2 separate regions of the Mus musculus genome follow, and region 2 is linked to region 1. The links are chromatin contacts, called in public Hi-C maps. All regions are on one chromosome and are shown on one strand. Each heading gives the region's core, a stretch centred on a gene start, on an enhancer-like site or on the middle of the called end of the contact. The rest is flanking DNA. Distances are from core to core; before and after follow the strand shown.

The links. A called contact is a pair of places that touch in the nucleus more often than the background predicts.
Region 2: a Hi-C map of cerebellar granule neurons shows a contact between it and region 1, with 2.4 times the contacts expected there. The contact joins two enhancer-like sites. A contact is called at or near these places in 23 of 484 Hi-C or Micro-C datasets (CD8 T cells, the CH12 cell line, adipose-derived mesenchymal stem cells and 14 more), 1 of 115 datasets of contacts at active chromatin or transcription factors (embryonic fibroblasts) and 1 of 9 other capture datasets (embryonic stem cells).

The regions. Positions count from the first base shown.
Region 1 is chr14:58,937,778-58,940,799 of GRCm38.p6, reverse strand. No RefSeq gene overlaps it. Among named protein-coding and RNA genes, the nearest start is that of Gm33472, 110 kb to the left of the region's middle. Within about 2 kb of position 1,524, at least 6 of the 459 cell types and tissues checked have an H3K27ac peak or open chromatin away from gene starts, as enhancers often do. A contact at or near this core is called in cerebellar granule neurons, where this site is marked.
Region 2 is chr14:59,082,835-59,085,856 of GRCm38.p6, reverse strand. No RefSeq gene overlaps it. Among named protein-coding and RNA genes, the nearest start is that of Gm41162, 38 kb to the right of the region's middle. Within about 2 kb of position 1,541, at least 6 of the 459 cell types and tissues checked have an H3K27ac peak or open chromatin away from gene starts, as enhancers often do. A contact at or near this core is called in cerebellar granule neurons, where this site is marked.

The sequences.
Region 1 (3,022 bases), core at 275-2,774:
GGCAGGTAAAGTTTGAATGTCATAACTGGACTAGTCTTTGTCTCTTTGCCTTTTATCTTTCAACTGCCTTTACCATTGTGAATAAAAGCACAAGAAAGTTTGGTGTTTGTTGCAGACTTACCACTGGGTGTCTGTGCTCTGTGCTAAGAGCTATGTGAAGACAATATGTCTTTAGAGACCAGCAGTTTACACCTCAGATTGAGTATCATGTCAGGAAGTGTTCAAAATCATCACTTGAGGGTTCTGCATTGCCTTGTCATCCGTTGTCATCTATATATCCATTGTCATTCCCACAGAGTCATATTTTCAAACACAGTGTTTCTTAGCCATCTAAAAGGTAAGATGACACTAAGAATGGCTAACGCTTCCTCTTCAAAATACAGGTCAAGTAGCCTTGATTTAAGAGTTGTGAATGTTTGCATCTTTTTAGCATGGTACTTTGGGAATGAGCCAAAATCTAAACCTGAAGCTCATTTATGTTTGATGCGCAGCTTAGACACATCTGATAACCATGAGATGACCATGCTGGTTACTTTCATTAACTTGACATAAACTAGAGTCACATGGGACTAAGAAACCTTAACTGAGGAAATGCCTCCATTCGATTGACTTGTGGGCACGCCTTTGAGGTTATTTCTTGATTATTGATTGATACAGGAAGGCTCAGATCACTGTGAGCAGTGTCACCCCTGGACAGATGTTTGTGGGTTGTATAAGAAAGCAAAATGAAGAAGCCAGGAGGAGCAAGCCACAAAATGGGATTCCATCATTATTTCTGGTTCAGTTCTTGCTTGGGCTCCTGCTCTGGCTTCCCTTAGTGATGGACTGTTACCAGGAAACAGAAAATAAAATAAACCTTTTCCTCCTCAGATAGTTATGATTATGATGATTATCACAGCAACAGAAAGTAGACTAGAATAGTTCTCTTATTTGGTAAATTCACCACTTGTATTACAGGGGGACCTTTCAAGGATGTCAGGTGGGGGATTTCACAAGTGTAGCTTTTTTTTTTTCTTTCTGCATTTAAAAAGATTCAGAATTGAGAAAAAATTTGGATGGTAGATTTCCAGATTACAGATATCCAACCTATATTGGCAGAATTCTGAAATAGAGACAAACATTTGGAGTTGAAAAACAGAAATCTACTCCCAAGAGGAAAGCAGGATTCCTCCTTTTAAATTCAGGTAGTAGAGTTGTATATTGTGTGCTCTCTTCCTTCTTGCCTTGACTCTGAATAGCATAGTGATAGCTGTCAAGGAGTTGGCAAAGAGGTCACTAGTAACAATCGTCTTCAAAACATGTTGCTTCATAAAAATGTAGGTCCTTGGCCTCCGTGACATAGAAATCTCCTGCAAAGATAAAAAACAAAACACTCAAATGCTGCAACTCTCTGAGCTTGGCAGGTGCCACTGGCTAGCTGGTAACCACCAAGGCTGGAGGAAGCCTGTCTCACTGACTGGGCTTTCTCTCCACTGACCTCATGCCTGTGCACAGTCCTTTGAACAGATTGTGTCAGCCTGGTGCCAGGTAACTGCCTTTCAATTTCTGTTCCTGCAGATCCCTTACTTCCTGCAGGAATGTGGGCTGTGCACACCCTTGCTTTGAAGCTCAGATACATAACACCAACCTGGGAAGTTGGGAAACCTTCCAGGGTGGTTTGTGTCACCACTGAGTAGATTATAAGCTAGATCAGGCTTCAGGCTGCCCTAGTAAAGAACTGTTTTTTGTGAAGTCTGAAACAGCCCTGCTGACTACCGTATAACGTAGTACAGGTGTGTGTGGGATGTATTATTGATTTGTTAGAATGTGAGGGGCTCCTTGTGTTTGGTTGGGAGTCTAGACAAGGTTATCAGTGTGCTATTTCCTGGCTCTGTCTTGCTCTGCTCCTGTGAAAATGAAAAGTCCAATTTCTTGGGAAAACGTTGATTGATATGCAAATGGACGCAATAGCAGGGGGGAGCCATTCACTGAATCCACCTCAGCTTGAGCCAGGTTTTGGCTCATCTCCAAAGGCAAAGGATTAGCAAAGACCGCTGCTAGGGTGCCATAGAATTACCGAAATCCAGGAGGGTACACTTGCTGAGGTCAGGAGGTGGCTTATGGAAGCAAAGGGTGACAGTGGCCAAACTCCCCAAATCAAGCTCGTTCCCAGCTCCCAGGGAATGGGCACTGAGCAGCTCTTGTCTGATTCAGAGCTCAGACCCTACATTGGGGGTGGTCAGGATGTGTTCATCCAGGCAACAAGATCATAGTTGAGGTCAAAAGATTTGCTTCAGTAGCTGATCCGCCAAGTCCATCCCGAGAGCAGTGCTGAGAGACAGGTCCTCCAGCTTGACAGAGAAGAGAACATCCATGAACGGGTAGAGGTTGGGAGCACACTATCATGGTCCATCCTCCAGGGGAGGGGATCCTGAGGACCAGATCTTCTCAGATCTGTGTTTGCACTGCCTGCACTGATTTTGGCAACACGTTTTATCTGCCTCCAACTCTAAAATTTCTGGACCTGTCTTGGCTTCTCAGGAAGTTGAACCCAACAGCTCCCCCTAGAGGAATACTAGCATGGCAACAACATGTCTCTTGAAAAGAGCATGTACCTTTCATAGTAGTGTTGCCTTACTGTTTAAAATTCAAGGATGGTAGGGAAGTTTCTGCACAGCAGTGTTGCAAAAAACCCAAGAAGGCTTCTCAAATTCTGCTGGTGCTATTCACTTGAGCTTCAGGGAGTGTGACTAAATCCCCGCCCCCACCACTCAAACCCTCTCCAGGCCGAGCACCCCTGGACCATAGCCAGACAGTGCTCCCCCCCAGCATGCACACAGCCAGAGGCAGTCACCTCTAATTACCGGCTTGTATCTGTGAAATGACCCCCATTGTCCGCCTGGTGTGGCTCGGATGGGAAATGACCTTGATACTGGCCCTGTGAGTACGTGGAGTTTCAAGGGTTGCACCCTTCGAATTTTGCTTTCAGTATAAGTAAAGGTATGCCAATACGTTGCAACTCACCAGCTTCCTATTCTCTCAG
Region 2 (3,022 bases), core at 292-2,791, 150 kb before region 1:
TATCTAGGAATCCTAGCCACCGTGTGGTGTACCTAGTGACTGCTTCCCTGGTGTCTGAGCCCGTGTAGCTTTGAGTCTGCTGTAGGTGTAGTGGATGGATTCAAGGACAGCATTCCAGTTCAGCAAGCCTAACCATCGCCATCACTGGAGAGTAAGGAGAGACCAGGAACACTGTAACCACTCATAGACACCCAGTGCCCCCACATTTTGTCATCAGCGTCTGGAGTGTGTGTCACTGTGTGTTACTTTCAAGGCCCCTCTTTTGTACTTTAAAATAATTCAGTCCTAGATTTTGCTTCTCACAAAAAAATTGTATTGAAGGATTTTCTTTTTAAGAATGTATTTATTTCTTTAAAATATATTGCTGCACTCTGGTCTCAAAAATGGGCAGAAAGTCACTGTCTGCTTGTTTTCTAAAGATCTTAGATTTATGGGGAAAGGTGACAGATTGAACCCAGAGACTGTGTGTGAAGTACAAGGACTGTATATAGTAATCAAGTTCTTTAAGTAGGACTCACAATGTATGAGGAGACCTTGGCTACTCTTATCATAAAAATACCCCAAGGGGGTCACTATGTGTGTGACACCACATGATGATGGTTATACATCATTGCTGTATACCTTAAGTATATGCAATAATGCTTACTAAAAAGAAGTACATTGGATTAAAGGGAAATCCCTCTCATAAAAGCAAGCATCACTGTAAGATTTGTGCAGTGCAATTTAAGCAACAAACTGAAGGAACAGGAGGAGAGAAGTGAGAAGTGGGAAATCACTGATTTAACTTCTAAAGGTCTCTTAGAGTTGTATGTGGTGCTGAAGTGTTTTATATATCCTCATATTTTGAAATGCAATTATTTGCTTGGAGATAACAAGATACCCAGACAAATTTTAATGAATAAAATGTTATTGCCTAAAATAAAGCAAACCACAGACTCTTCTGATTCTGTATTGTAAGCTGCAAAAACAATACTGCAAAGTTTTCTGGAAGCATTTAGATTTAAAATTCAAGGTTTGTCTGCTGCAATATGTGTTTTAAGCAGGAAAAAGCATGATATTCTTAGAGTCTCTTAAGGCTGGAACAAGGTCAAGACTATACATTCTTTCTTGTGGAATGCTGAGTCCTTCTACCACTTGAAAAGAACATTTGCCGCGAAGCATTCGACTGATGTGAAGCATTTTAAATAATTGGTAAAAATAGTTTCCTCTGATGAGCTGTAAATTCTCACACCGCCATGCGGTGGGGCTGGTGGACAAAGGTTGGTTCATGGCTTTTGCTTTTTGGATCGTTGCTATGTGTGAAATGTCAGCTTTTGTAGTTCTTACTAGCTTGTTAAGTCTGATAAATTTCCTGCTTACTTTTATATTTCTATTGAAAAATTCTTGCACTGCATCATAGTAACTTAGTTCTTCAAGAGTTGCAGAGACATATGATGGTAACAACCAAGAAATTACCTCACAAAAAGGCAGCTATGGGACATGGCATCTATAGTGCAACCTTAATGCCTAGGCAGTATCTTTTATTTTTAACAAAGCACACCATTAGTGAGACATAATCCATGCTGTGCTGGTGCATGCTGTTAATTCTAGGACTCAGGAAGCAGAGGCACATGGATCTGTGGGAGTTTGAGGCCAGCCTGTGATGACACAGTGAATTCTAGGACATCTAGAGCAGCAGAGTGGGACCCTGTATCAAAACAAATAAATAAAAGATATTGTACATGAAACACTTTCAGTCTCGATGATATTTAGATGGCAGCTTCTCTGAGAATATGCAGACATATTTATTTTACCCACTTACTTTTCCTCAAAGTCAACAAAGTATTACTTTAAAGCCAGCATGTTTCTAATTTGGAATCAAGAACCATTTGGGACTGGGCTTGTGGAGATTATCAACATTGTTAATGATAACTTATGTAACATTACACCATGTGATAAGAAAATAAAATATATCCATACTGGGTGGGACTGGAACACACACAGTGAGAAATGAGATCTTAATAAAATGAATTTAATTCATGTGTACACCCTCCAATATACTTATAGATGACACAAGTCTATAACAACTTATTAAAATCTTACTCCAGATGCAAATTGAAGAGCTATGAATTCCCAAAAGTTTGTATTATACAGAAAGACTTGGCATTAGATCAGCAACTACCTTAAATTTTCTGATTTAAAATAAAATTTTAAACAACTCATAAGCCAACTTATTATAAGTCAAAAGCCATACAAAATATTTAGATATATTAAAGAGACAGTAGGCCAGGGTGAATTTTTTTTTATCTAGTACAACTATAAATATAAACTAAGGCATATTTTCCTGTGATAAAAACTTATGGTTAGATCCAACTAAATGTTTATCATATAATTATAAACTCATTTTGCCATAGGCTATGAAATTGAGCTTCACATACCATGTGTCTCCAAAAGGAATTAGCTCTCCATGGATTTTCCAGGTATGCCATGTATTCAGGAGAAAGGGCATCAGAAAGGAAAGAAAAGCTAAAGAGAAAAGGACTTGCACTGAAGTTTGCTGAGTTGCTCTTTCTAGGTGTGGCACGCAGGGACATCACAGTATTTCCAGAGGGTGAGCCTTAGTCCTGTGCTAAAGCACACACTTACCTAGGTCTGAAGATCCTTGTAATATATATCTCAATCCATTTATGCAGATGGAGAAGGAAATTGCATCCTACATAAGTTAATAATATCCTTAGAATTCCAACTCGACTTGGTTTCTATTCCTGAAACCACATGTATATAGGCGAAGCAAGCCTTAGGGTGGGGGTGGGGGGTAGGGTGAAGATTGGTGACTGCCACCAATAACAGTAGAAATATTTGTGGTACAAACAAGATGATTTTAGATAAAGCCTGAGCAGTGATAGAAACACAACCATTTATTTTAGCTGAAAGTCATTTTACTGGACATGTAGGTCATTCTATCACACAAATGTTTGCAACTATTGAGTGTAAAGGACATATCGGTTTCTTCCACAGACACTGAGACTTTGAGGGCTAAATT